Regions from separate parts of the Oryza sativa genome. Here region 2 is linked to region 1. Evidence: chromatin contacts called from public HiCAR-type data. All regions are on one chromosome and are shown on one strand. Each heading gives the region's core, a stretch centred on a gene start, on an enhancer-like site or on the middle of the called end of the contact. The rest is flanking DNA. Distances are from core to core; before and after follow the strand shown. Region 1 holds the start of LOC4329084 (L-type lectin-domain containing receptor kinase SIT2-like). Region 2 holds the start of LOC4329091 (eukaryotic translation initiation factor 1A).

Region 1 (7,247 bases), core at 3,190-5,689:
CTCTCTCTCCCTTATCTACGGACTAAGAAACAGATGGTGGCGGTTGAGGAGGCCGGAGGCCCTGGAGCGGCCTCTTTCGCTCTTCATCAACGGCTGGATGTCCTCGCACCCTCGGCAACTACTTGAACGGAAGGAGAGAAAGAGAGAGAGAGAGAGTTCATAGCTTGCGAGTCGGCGGCACGCTCCGGCGTGGGCCCGGGTGCGGGCACCGGACCATCGGTTCAACGCGGATACACAGAGCGGTGGCTGCGGGTTAGCGCCACCTGCCCGGTGTGCTGTGACTTGCCGTTATCGTCACCGTTGGCCACACAGCTCGCAGAGGCCATGAAGAAAAGAGAGAGATAAGGGAGGCAGAGGGAGGAGGAAGAAGGGTCAGAGGGAGAAAGGATGACATGTGGGCTGCACATGTCAGTGCGTCCCAATATTTTTTTAATGACAAGTGGGTGGGTCCTACATATAATTTTTAGTTCTACCACCATGTCAATAAAACCACCCTCGAAAATCGACGAGAGAGTTAAATTGCACTGATTTCAATAGTTCGGGAATCGTCTAGTTCTCTGGTTAAAGGGTACGAATCAATTCAGCGTACTTTAAGGAGTCAAAGTGTACTTTTTCCTTGACCACCTTATCCAACTCCTTGTGCGATTGAGCCCAACCCCAGCAGCGAGCGCAACGGCAACGCCTTGTTGGCGACCGGCCGCCGCCGCCGCCCGCCGGCGGCCGGGCGGCCAGCGGGGGGTGGCTGATGAGGGCTCCGCTGGGCGGCCAGCATATGGGGGTGCGGGCGCCACAGTCCGTAGAAGCGCGGGGAGGCTGCGACTGGGTAGCCAGGCGCGTGGAGCGGTGGAGGCAAGCGGCGGCCGGTGGGGGAGGCGGCTGCGTGCGCTCGGTGTCTGCGTCGCATCGAGCATTCGAGCTGGTGGAAGGAGCCTATCGAGGAGCTGAGCAAGCGAGCTGTGGTTCTCGATTACTGATTTCCTGGTGGCTGAAAATCAGCGACGGAAGGTATCTCAAAGAGGTAGGTTAGGTTAGGTAGGACATTGGGCAGTATGTTTCCGATTAATCCTATTTATTTGGTACAAAACCGATTGAATGACTGAGATTCATCGCTTGTTTGTCAGATTTGAATAGCTATTTTAACCGTGGGTGATGTGCCACCAACCCCAACTACTTGTGGTAATGGAATTGTTGCGGTGGAAGAGGCTGGTGAACAGGTAGAAGAGGTGGAAGTACAATTGGGTTCATTTCATATTGCTTGACGAGCTGAACAGGTAATCTAAGCATGTTTGCATGCGGATTAATTTTAGTTGTTGGTCTATTTAGTGTCATATAAACGATGTAGTCGCATTTGTGTTTAGGCGAAGTTGTTTTCGGTTTTATTGTTGATCTTCTCTGCGGCACCCGGGCACACCTCAGATTCTTACCATCCTCCACCACCACGGACAGATATCAATGTTTCAACGGGCTCGGCCCTCTAATTATTTAGATTTTGTTTAAACAAACTATGTAATATAGGAATGACGGTAATATATATATTTGCCGGTTGCCGTCAGTCTTGATTAGCATCGTTGGGACTAGGGAGCCCACAAGATCAAAGAGTTATATAGAACTCATACTCCAGTTCCTTGAACCTTATTCCCTCACATCTTGGATCGATTTGCGGATAACTGAATTAGCTGAACACCCTCCACACGCTGGCACTGAGAACTACACCAGCGTGGAAGCGGCGACTTCAGGGGCTATGGGAATAGGATAGGAGATTGTGAAATCACATCACTGCGTACTAGTTAAGCTGCTAGTAAGTTTCAAAGCTGGGGCCAAAAGTCTTGTTTGCAACATGATGGTGCACATATCCTCTATACTTGTAGTTCTGACTTCTTATGGATTAATTCACTCAATTAAGAAGAAACAAAAAATTAAACTCCTCTAACTCCAGATTTTACAAGATCATACGCGGGTGGTTCTCAATATGAGAGGGGAGCCCAGGCAGTTCGGTGCCTTACAGCATTTATATACAAGGAATTGATAAACTTTGTCACAAGAAAGAAACATGCATAGGCACATTAGTAAATCTCTCAACTCAAGGCTGGAGAGAGTGCACTTCAGCTAAGAATAACTACAATAAACTCTGACCTAATGTGGTGAAAAGAAACAGATTCTACTTATGAACAGAAATGCATCATCTTGCATTGTCATCTCCCAATTGAAAGATTACTAATCGTGCCTAAACTCTTCAACGACGAGTCAAACCCTTGGTTCTGCATGAGTGCTGACAGGCTGAAAGTAAAGCGCATTGGTGACATCTCTGGGAGGGGCATATCTCCGTTGAGGTACTGCACAACTTGTCGCATGGTTGGCCTTACATTAGACATTGGGTGCGAGCACAAGAGCCCTAACTTCAATACTAAACTTGCTTCACTAATGTTAATGTTGCCGTTAAGTCTTGGGTCAATAACAGCAAGGATCTGTTCCTTGCTGCAATTCTCAAACACCCAGTCCGTCAGCAGGAGTCGATGCCCTTCGATGTCTTGCTCGACAGGCCTTCGCCCACTGGTGACCTCAAGGAGAAATGCGCCAAAGGCGAACACGTCGGTAAGAGGGGATGCCTTCCCGGTTAGTGCTAATTCGGGGGCCATATAACCAAAGGTACCTGCAACAACTGTTGTTTGTAGCTCGGTGTCACGGTTGTAGAGCCTTGCGAGCCCGAAATCACCTAGCCGTCCATTCATGTCGTTGTCAAGGAGCACATTGCTTGGTTTGATGTCCCGATGGATAACAATTTGCTCCCACTCCTCGTGAAGATAAAGCAAGCCAGATGCAATACCTTTTATAATCTGGAACCTTTGAGCCCAATTCAGAGTAGGCTTGTCATCATGGCTGTACAAATATTTGTCGAGACTACCATTTGGCATATAGTCGTAGACCAAAAGAAGTTCTTCTTTGAGCCGACAGTAACCAAGCAGTTGTACGAGGTTGCGGTGCCGGAGGCGACCAATGCTTGCTACCTCAGCAACAAACTCCTTTATTCCTTGCCTTGAGTCGTGTGATACCCTCTTCACAGCAACCTCCGAACTAGAAGTAGGAAGCACTCCTTTGTACACCCTCCCGAACCCTCCAATTCCAAGCAAGTTCTTGTTCTTGAACCGTTCTGTTGCCTGAAGCAAATCCTTGTATGACAGTCTATGTGCTCCAAACTCAAGCTCCCAATCTTCACGCAGTTCGACATATCTCTGAAACTTCCTCTTAATCAGTAGAAAAACACCAGCAGCAACGACAATCACAAGCACCACCGAGACTATTGGTAGAGCTATCACCATGGTCTTGGGCGGATAAGACTTCTTGCTTCTTCTGCCAGGTAACTTGGGAAGCTTGTCCATGTCAATGGCCGGAGCTTGCGTGCCCACACCGAAGCTCCAGCCGAGCACGTAGTGTTGCGAGGTCATTGTGCCTATCGACGCTGAGAAGCCCACATATGCTTCATCGGTGATCACTGTTGAGAGGTTGGATCTCGTAGAGACCAATGGCTTCATGGGCTTCTTGATTCCTACCGGAGCAAGCCTCACGTCAATCTGTGTAGCATCGTCGTCATAGTCCACCCATACTTGCATGGCTTTCCCACTAACCAGTGTTAGACTCTTGAACTCACCGGTGTTGTCATCATAGTAGCCGGCATCAGAGGCATTTGAAGACACAAGGCTATTGATGTCGATGCCGACGTGGTTGTCGTCGATGTCGGAGAATTCGGGGCTCTGGATGGTATCAAGCTCAACCGCGAAGATGTGATTTCTGTTGTCGCCGTTGCTTGATCTGTTGAGGAATCCCAGGTATGTGCTGGCGAGCCCGGAGGAGAGGTCCTTGGTTGGGGTGATGACGAGGGCGATGCCATGGCCGCCGACACCAGGGGAGGCAGTGACGATGCCGAACACAAAGGACGCCGAGAAAGACCGCACTGCTGCCTTCTTCTCCCCGCCTTCTGGTGACGACAACTCCTCGAAGCGCAGCGGCGTCGGATGGAATGCGTGGCCTTTAACCTGCGGCTTGCCATTGGTCAGCTCGAGTAGGCCATCTGGTGTGACCATGGCCGTGCCGTCGAGGGTTAGGTCCTTCACTCCGGCAAAGCCGGAGTAGGCAAACTGGTCCCCGCCGTTGCCGTCACCGGCAGCAGCAACGGCTGCTGCAAGATGAACGCCATAGAGGAGGCTACACTGTAGACACAATATGCAAACTGGCTTAACCATATGCTGCATATCTGAATTCTGTGTTATCTCACTAGCTAGCTTCTCTCTAGTGTTAATGGACAATGTATTCTCTCATTAGCTTGTACTTACCAGAATGGTTTATATGAACATGAGCTGAAGGTTTCAGTCCAGCTGCGCAGCTTGTCAGTTGAACTATTCCTGGTGTGATAGTAATGTGGAATCATGGAATTTTTCTTTGAATAATCATCATGCAGGGAAAAGCTAGGTCCTGTGTGTGCTCATCTCCTGGTAGATTAATTCAGAGTTTCAGAATTCAACACTTGGGGCGGCGTCCAACTCTAATTAATGTGTTCTAAGGAAAAATATCTCAAGTGCTGAACAGGACTGGGTGTACCTGACAATTATAGAAGTGTTGATGTAGAAACTTTGTGGAGAAATGGTGCCAAAGTTTGATTAGTTTGGTTTGACCTTGTAGAGAACTCAACGTCCAGTGGCTACTGCCTAGTGAATCCAAGTGAAGATGCACCTGTTATCCAGGCTTTGGTTCAGGGAGAAAAGTTGGGTGTTCTTGCTTGCAAGTTGTTGTGTACCGTCTATACAGTAGACTTTAGTTATTTGATTTGCAGACAATTTAGCTTCGGTTTCATTAACTCAGGCAGCAATTTCAACCTGCATGTCCATTAATTATCTATTTGTAGTGCTTGTTATATCATATGCCATTAATCTTTTTATAGGTAAATAATATCATGCATACGTGTGCCTATTGACTTCTCATTATGCCGTACTATCGTAACTTCGAATAATATAATCTTTTGTTTTCTGAAAATTTAGATGGCCATAATTTTTTTTTAAAAAAACATTTTACTCCTCCTAACTATTTCACCGGAGCACATAACTCCCTAAACTATTTTTTTTTCATTTTACACCCTTAGCTATTGAAGCTATTGAAAAGGGTTCAGCTTCATTCCTACCACTATTTCTCTCTTTTTTCATCTATACAAGTCATAGTTCGCATTAAAAATTTAGGACAATACAGATGCATTCACAACTTACGTATCAACATTGTTTTATTCTTTTTCTCACTTCGCGTAGGATGAAAGCGCATAAGCCCGATTTAAACACCAAAAATTTAAAGTTAAAGCAAACAACCATGAAAACAAATTTCAACTTCGATAATGGTGCTATCTATGTCTAAGAAATTTCAGCTTTAAATACAACTTATATAAATAGTAACAAAAAAGACAAATGTCAATAAGTAGTAAAGTGATCCATTTCAATGGTTTAATAGTTTTAGTGGTAAAAATGAACCAAAAGTAGTACAACAGGTTAAGCGATACATTGAAGGAAATTGCTATGCATATGATCCAAATGTCCGACTCATGTAAGACTGTATTTTAGTGTATATGAACATGCTCTCCTTTGATTGATCTATGGTTACATGTCTCTATTCGTACAACGGGTCATACGTATAGCAGTACTCTACATTGAATTAAGTCAAGGGAGTAAAATGGAATTTTTTTTTCTTTTCATTTTATACTGACATGTCCTTGAAAAAAATATGCTATACTTGCTAAGGGTGTGTTCTAAATAGCTTTTTGGGATGGCTACTTCCCAAATTCATAAACTATGTAAAAAATTTTCTATATAGATGTTTCTTTTTTTAAAAAAAAGTTTATAATAATTAATACTCTATTAATCATGCACTAATAACTTATCTCGTTTTGCATGCCGCCCAGAAATCTCAGTCCAAACGCTGAAACGAATAAGCCCAAGAGAACCATTCATGAGAAAGTTTAGACTTCACTATGTGACAATATTTGAAACAATGCGCTTGTTTGAATTGAAGCCAATTTTTACCCACCCAAAATTTTGGCAACAATGTTTGGTTTCTTTCATAGTTTGAATTCTACATTATTAAATTTGGTAATACCAAAACTTGTCAAGGTAAGTTTTTGACACTACTAAAGTTTTTGGCCAAAAATTGGCTCCAAATCAAACAGGCCCAATATTATCATATAAAGATTAATTCTTTTCATGAGGATAAAAAATCGGATAAGTAGTGAAGATTGTCTTGGTCGTGTAAACACGAAACTGTAAGGAATCTGCTACGTTTGATTCTGAAATTCAGTGAAGTCAAAGATAATCTGGTCAGATGTCCTGCAGGGCTGCTTATGACTTTCTCTGTTAATTGAAAACCACATGAGGAAAGCTCAGACACGTCATTTTCAGGCAACTTTAGAACATTAGCTAGCTTGTGAGGAAAAGGAGAGTAGGAGACTACTATTTCTGTGAAGATAAGAACAGAGTAATGGACAAAATGAAAACCCAGGGACAAGAACAGATGAAGAATTGAAGCTTCTCCCAGATGAAACAACCCACAGGCCCCTTTACATGAGAATGTTCTCACTGTATTACACTGTATATCATCTTAAAACCTCGTATGCAACTAAACACTGTTTAGTTTTGAACATTAACATGTAAACAAAATCTAGATTGAGACATGAATTTTGTAGAGTTTTGCTAGATTCATTACCATATATGTATTGAATCTAGCAAATTAGGGGTTAACTAGCAAAAAAAAAATCAACAGCTAATATATATTTCTCTAAAAAAAACAGCTATCATATATATGGTAGTGATGATATGTATGCCTGAATTTAATTTTAAATATCATCAGGCGAGGGCTCTTTAGAAAAGTTAGAAAAATTGAAGCCGGGATGCAAAGCCGTTGACATGTAGAAAGCAGGGTTTCCCAAGCTACCAGCGATAGGGTTTGATAAAAATTGTTCGAATTTAAACATAGAAAATCCCCAAAAAATTCTAATAATAGTATATGATTTTTAAGATACCTGGCAATAAAATTGTGGAAAATGCTAAGCTAACTCCATATTTTGGCATGATGACGAGGTTTGATCCTTGAAAATCACTCTGTGGACATTATATCGTGCAATGATAGTTGTGGACGACGTAAAGTCCTAATCAATTGGCATTAGTCCTTATCTCTTCACCTCGAAATGCCTAGCGAAAGGCGGCTTCTTGGGCAAAAAA
Region 2 (7,247 bases), core at 1,742-4,241, 140 kb before region 1:
CTTGTTGCCCATTAGCTCAGAAACCACCGCACCGGCAATGGCAGCACGAGGTCTCCACCCCACCGCACTGGCACCCCTCCGCCGACCGACTTTCACACATGCTGCTACACCCTGCCGCCACCCCTGGAAGCTGGCCCAGGCCTCTTCTGTCCCGCCACCTGCCAGCCCCCTCACCAATTTTGGCCAAAGGAGAACCCGCGACTGGACGACGTCGTGCCGATGGCCTGAGCTATCCCCGTTAACCGGCTGCCGCCTCAATCTAACTTAGAAACTCCCCGCAAAGAAGGGGAGGAGCTCCAGGAAGGGTGAGGGTGCCCATCAGCAATGAGGAAAACAACCCACCGCCGCCAGCTCCTTTTGCACTGCCACCACTCCCTTGCACCTTTGCACTGCCACCACATCGCCAGTGGCGTCAGCGCCGGCGCCACCACCACAGCAGCCGCCGCCTCGGGTCGCCACGCCACCGCAACAGCCTTGCCGCCGAGCCCTCCTCAGCCACACCTCCACCGGGGAGGCCGCTCCACTGCCGGGGAGTCCTTGGCTGCGCCTCCACCACACCATCCCCAGGCCGCCACGCCGTCGCCATCGTGCCGTCGCGCTGCCGCCATGCCTGGGTTGTTGTTGCCGCATTGGCCAGATCTGGGCGCTAGATCCAACCTCAGAGGCACTGGATCCGCCACCTTCCCACGCCGCCCCGCCATCTCCGCCTCCGACGCTGAGGTCGACGTCATCGGCTTGGCCCCATCCTCCTCGCACCGAGGTGGGTCTCCAAGCTTGATTGGCCTCGCCGCTGGCGAGCTTCGGCGGCGGCGAGGTGAAGGAGAGGGCGGGGTTGCAGCGGCGCGGGCGGCTAGGGTTTTGCCCCCCGAGCCACCCGTGCGAGAGCGACACGGGAGGAAGGGGTCTCTTCGAGCACTAGTCCTTTTCTTGAATATCTCACCAAAGCATTAAATACTGCATCTCTACCCTTGCTTCCACACGACAGAGCATTAAATAATTTATTTTACTAATGTAAAAGTGTAGTCGTCCTCCTTCTCTCCCCTCCTCCCATGTGCGCAACGCGTCTGTACGCTTTGCGTGAGTAACCATCATATCCATTGTCTTATCGGCAATCACCCTTTTAGCCCATCCTATTACTACTTAATAATAAAATTAAACCGAGATATCAAAACATGGTTCTACAAACAAGAAAATAACCTAGTTGTATATATCCACTTATTGATACAGAGGATGGGTTTCTATTCATTATTCGAAAAAAGCAAGGAAATAACCAATGGTTCAGAATAAGCATAAGAAAAACTTTCCACCAGATGAAGAGATGCCCAATGCAATCATAATATTCTTATCATCCTGAGCCAATCAAATATATGCCGCAATATTGCATGGAAAACATTTATTTTTTAATATTCCATGATTGTGTCATACTTTGCATCGATTCAACTAGTACTGTTTTTATTGCACCTCTAGCGGGTGAAAAACTGTTCTGTGAGAAATGCACAGGTAAACAAAGTATACTATGGAACGAATACTCCTGCTTTTGTTAGCACGGTAAAAACTCCTAGATAGTACTAAAAGAAAGTGCCCTTCCCATACACTCACCCTAATACTCACCCTAATCAACTAATCACAGGCAGGTGATAAACAACAGCCTTGTTGGTGATTCCAATTGTGGATCATTAATATCGAATAAGGTTCCGAAGATATCTTGACTACAATTAATTACAAACAGAAAAGAAGAACCCACACGAGTAATTAATCTGCATATGACAAATACAATCATGCGGTATGTATACCAGTAGGTCGACGAACATAACGCAGCGACATCTAGGATTCAGGCCAAAAAAATTACGTAGTAAAGATTTGTTGTTTACAGATCAGTTTGAAACATCGATTTCTCCGTTGAGGATCAAAACTATCGAGCATGTTCAGCATACAAACAGAGAGAGCAAACAGCTAGATCAGAGCAATTGAAAATGGGCTACTTTAATGTTTCAAAAGCGTGGAACAGCCTAAGGAGAAAGCACAAGATTGCACAGCGAACAAAGAAAGAAAATCTAAAACATATATATGCGTTCCCGTTGAACTGAATAACACTAATCAGGTAGCAATGAATCAGTCAGAATACTAAATACTGTTAATATATTAGTTCCAGTGCATACAGGCTACAGCCCTAAGTAATGAAAACTGTGTAACAACAGAGACTGATCAGACATGAACCAGAGTAGAACAAAACTAGATGAACCCCATCGCGTAAAGCGAGCAATTCGATTCAATATTTGATTATTGGGCAGAATAATTGCCCCCCGAATCTCTTCCATATATACAGGTCTCTCTCAGGCAGACGACCTCACACATCACACCACCGTGATTATAATATCACACCACACATCACAATAGTAGCAAGTAACAAGAAGCAATTCTTGGATTGTTTCTTTGTACCATTGGACTGATGAAGCAGCAGCAGCAGTGGGTAGATGAGATCAGATCTTGTCGATGTCCTCGTCCTCGAACTGGATGTAGTCGTCGTGGGCGGCGGCGTCGTCCTCGTCGACGACGCCCTCGTTGAGGCGGACGTGGTCGGGGATCTCGCCGTAGGCCTTGAGGAGGCGGGCCTCGTCGTTCATGTACTTGAGGATGACGTCGGCCTTGTCGTCCTGGTAGTCGCGGAGGCCGACGAGGACGATGTCCCCCGCCGCGATCCACACCTTCTTGTGCATCTTCCCGCGGATGTGGCACAGCCGCTTCGTCCCGTCGATGCACTGCGCCTCGCACCGCCCGTTGCCCAGCATCCGCGCCACCTGCGCGTACTCCTGCCCGTCCTCCTTGAACACCAGCTCCCGCTTCTCGTCGTCCGCCTCGTTCTTCCCCCGCTTCCGGTTCTTCCCTCCCTTCCCCTTGTTCTTCGGCATCCTCGACCTCGATCGATCAACAAACACAAGAGATCGATTCGATTCGCTCTCTGCCTCTCTCTCGCTGCTTTTGTTCGTGGGTGGGGAAAGCTGTGGTGGTTTTGGTTTCGTTTATAGAGAAGAAGAGGCCGGGTGGCGGGGGCGGGGTGGGATCTGAGCCGTTGATCTAGGGAGGTCGGAGAGAGTGGACGGTTGGGATTTAGTCTTGGCGGGGTGAGGAGGTCTTTTTGTTTTGCTTGGGCGGACGCGGAACGGAAACGTGGTGGCCACTCTACTGGGGGATAACTGGATAAGCTGGTAAACGCGTCGTTGACTAACGACGAAATTGATCCTAATCTCCTCCGCTTTCGTACCGAGCAAGTTTTAGGCAGCGTTCGGCAGCAGAAAATACAAAAAGAAGAACCCCTCTTTCGCGCGCATATGCTTTCCGAAAAAAAACCACGTTAGGTTTTTAGAAAAAAAACTTCTATAGAAAAGTTGATTTAAAAATTATATTAATCTATCTATTAAATTAAAAATAATTAATATTCAATTAAATATATGCTAGTAATAGCTAATTTTGTTTTATGCATCTTATTAATTCTCTCTCCCCTTTCTCTCAAAACACTCTTATTATACAGTTGTAAACGTACTACTACCATAAGTACAATTTTATAGGAGTATCTGTTTGCACAAATATATTAAGATTTCGAATTGTGTATTACATACTTCAAATTTTACCTGCATTTTAAATTCTGAAAATGGGAAACCAACTTATTGTTCACAACTTCAGCATATGGGCCAAATCCTGGCCTTTGCGCGGATATGGGCTGTTCACTCTGGCTCATATCCCTCGGGGAAAGGACCCAGGTTTGGCCCAGATCAATCAAGGCCAAACTTTGTTTTTCTTTTTTTTTGAGGGCAAAATCCTTCAATCTGTGTTTCTTTACTCGAGGCCTGTTCACTTTAATGTCATTTTCAACCATACTAATTTTTAGTAAAGTTACTAAAAAAATATCTACGTTTAGTTTGTTGTTAAATTTGGTCAATACATATGAAATCCTACCAAAATTATTTTTACAATATTGTTATCTTGCCAAAATTTTAGCATTGCGAAAGGTAAAATCTAATTGGAGAGGCCTCTCCAATTAGTTTTAACCAGAGATACCCCACGTGCTAGTACTTTAGGAGTTTTGGTTGCTATTAATCCATTGAACAAGTAGGGGAAATATTCCTATCATCTATGCTTCAAATAAAATTTTCTCTTAAATTACTCATCCGATTTATAATCCGATTACACCGTTGTGTTCATAATAATTAAATCTTTACAACAAGATCTCACATGATTATATTTTGATGAAAAATCACAAATTACTTTTATGATATGTCTAAATTACTTTTAGGTTTTACTAAGTTACTTCTTAGACATATAAAAGTAAATTCAGTAAAGCCTAAAAGTAATTTACATATATTATAGAAGTAACTTATAACAAAACGAAAACGAAAGTAACTTTAATTAATGCCTTTTTTCATTGAAAAAATTATCATGTATATCTAAAAGTTATTTTTAGATTTGATTAAAATACTTCCTATACATTATAATGCTCTGAGGTGATTACTTTTTTTATTATTATTAGTTAATTCCATAATTTGTGCTGATTAATTTAATTTGTGCTGATAATGTTTTTATCTCTACAATAGATTTATGACATGCTAAAGTTACCTTCATTTTGTTCTAAGTTACTTCTATAATATATGTAAATTACTTTTAGGTTTTACTGAATTTACTTTTATATATCTAAGAAGTAACTTAGTGAAATCTAAAAGTAATTTAGACATATCATAAAAGTAATTTGTGATTTTTCATCAAAATATAATCATGTGAGATCTTGTTGTAAAGATTTAATTGTTACGAACACAACGGTGTAATCGGATCGTAGATCGGATGAGTAGTTTAAGAGAAAATTGTATTTGAAATATAGGTGGATGGTGCCTCTTATAGATAGAGTGGTAGCTGGTTTAGACAAACCAGCTACCACTAGCCGTGTAGTTACGTCCATTGCGAAAACTTGTTAAAGGTTTATTTTAGCTACAATCTAAACATGCCCTTAATTTGCGATTACATGTAACTACGGAATGAACACTTTCGAGTAGTCGGATAAGGCGTACCCGCGGGATCCGTTCCAGGTGGGGAGAGTGAGGGTGCAGCTCAAGAAGAATGATGGTCCACCTGTCAACCCCGAGATTACAACAAGTGAACATCAGTCATCTCTTTTGTTCTTCTCCTTTTTTTCCCCTTTTGTTACATTAAAGAAATGTGGTATGATCTGTTCTTGTAAGTACATTATTACGATAAAATGTCGTGAGAGCTGGTTGTTACTTGTTAGTATGCATTAATCATGATAATTGTGCATAAAAAATACAAATGATAATTCAACTTTTTTGTTGTATGTACATCAGATTATCTGCTACTCCCTCAGTTTCACAATATAAGTCATTTTAGTATTTCCCATATTTATATTGATGTCATTTTAGTATTAAATGTGGAAAATATTAGAATGATTTACATCGTGAAACGGAGAAAGTACATCAATATGATTTTGTATATTCCCTGACTGCTATGGGCACTAATAGTCCAGACTAGGCTCAGACACATTAGGTCCACCATGCTATTCTACACTTGCATTTAATTTTGTACAATGTAGGTTTTCCTCATGTTACGTGCTGTTGTCTATAGTCGTATATAATATCACAATCAGATATTATGAGCACCTTATCTTTTATGTGCTGACTATAGTTACCAAAAATGTGGAACAACGCATGTTCATTGTCATGGGAAACCTTTGAAAAGTAGAGTTCCGTGTTCCTTGATCCATTGACCTGGGAATTTTTGTGACTATGGCCATGTTTAGCTCCCAAAACAAAATCTTTTCACCCATCACATCGAATGTTTGAACACATGTATAGAGTATTAAATATGGATAAGAAAATACCAATTACACAGTTTGCGTGTAAATTGCGAGACGAATCTTTTAAGCTTAATTGCGCCATGATTTAACAATATGGTGCTACAGTAAATATTTGCTAATGACGGATTAATTAGGCTTAATAAATTCGTCTCGTAGTTTCCTGACGGAATCTGTAATTTATTTTGTTATTAGACAACATTTAATACTTCAAATGTGTGTCCGTATATTCGATGTGACACCACAAAACAAAAATTTTTACCATCTAAACTGGGCCTATGGTACTGCCCTGATGACATTGAATCATCTCGTCCTTAAAACTTCAGCCTGTGGTGACCACCTCTGCTGCCTCCGATGCGCCTCTATAACTTTCAATGGCAAGCAATTTTACGGTCCGTGAGTAGGTACCATGAGGTACTACTTTTTCTACTGTAAATTTGGTAGCTCTTGATACCTACGTACTAGAAGGTACCAAATTTTACACTAAATTTTTGGTAGATGGTACTTCCCCAAATTTGCTCTTCTATAGCTCTGCATTTCTTAACCCCCTGCTTTGCTTTCATTTAATTCTTCTGGCCAGAGTCGCATGCCCTGTATTTCTCTTGTAAATTATCTCTGGATTTTAAAAATATGTGGGTTTTTTACCAGCCTCTTTACTCTACTTAGAGTTTTGTCAATTTTAGGAGGATTGTGCAAAACCTTAAGTCCACTTTATGCGCTACACACAATAAATTCTTTGTTAAGGTGGAATCATGTTGATTACAATTGATGTAGATCATTAACATGGCTTGCGTTGCAAAGTAGCTAGGATGAATGAAGGTGACATGATGTTTTTTCTTTTTCTGAAACCTTCGTAGTATTCATCATTTGGAAGCGTCAGTATTTGTTTTGCAATTTTTATGCTACCCTGTTGCAGGAGTGACTGTAAAGACGTTGACTCTTGCTTCTGTTTTAACTTTGCTTAGCCTGCATCAGTGCATCTCTTACACTTGATTATGCAAAAACCTTATTCATATTGCCCATCATGAACATCAAACAGTTCATCCACAGGACTGTTGTGTGCTCCTTGTTGGTTTTTTCCCCCTCGAAATATGGTTCTTTTTCAGAGATACTGATCTCACCTTCTACAATCCTCATTACAGAGAAAATGTTGATGCTCCATGTCGCCGAGCTGGTTCCTAAGCACCTTGGAAGGACTAGGAAGCAGGAGCCTGCTACCAGTTCTTCAGCTGCTGGCACTGTCAAGTCCACAAAGGGCAGGAGGAAGAAAAGATTGCATCATCAAATTTTGGTAGGTTGTGTCCGCTAAAATGAAGTTCTTTCCAGGGGTTACAAACTGTGATCGCGGGTTGTCATATTTTGAGTCATATGAACTAGAGGTTGTAGCTACAAC

Evidence for each region. HiCAR-type assays count read pairs that join an accessible place to other places.
Region 2: a contact with region 1 is called in a HiCAR-type map of leaf, with 2.0 times the contacts expected there. The contact joins the promoter of LOC4329091 here to the promoter of LOC4329084 in region 1. A contact is called at or near these places in 3 of 15 Hi-C or Micro-C datasets (all in leaf) and 1 of 4 datasets of contacts at active chromatin or transcription factors (leaf).

Annotation. Positions count from the first base shown.
Region 1 is chr2:11,454,128-11,461,374 of ASM3414082v1, reverse strand. LOC4329084 (L-type lectin-domain containing receptor kinase SIT2-like) reads right to left here and starts at 4,439. Exons shown (of 1, transcript XM_015770915.3): 1 at 1,227-4,439. The coding sequence starts at 4,247. The coding sequence ends at 2,193. It overlaps LOC4329083 (a long non-coding RNA gene), which reads left to right and starts at 619. Exons shown (of 3, transcript XR_010739162.1): 1 at 619-1,018; 2 at 1,122-1,271; 3 at 4,675-4,913.
Region 2 is chr2:11,593,498-11,600,744 of ASM3414082v1, reverse strand. LOC4329091 (eukaryotic translation initiation factor 1A) reads right to left here and starts at 2,991. Exons shown (of 1, transcript XM_015768147.3): 1 at 2,234-2,991. The coding sequence starts at 2,909. The coding sequence ends at 2,481.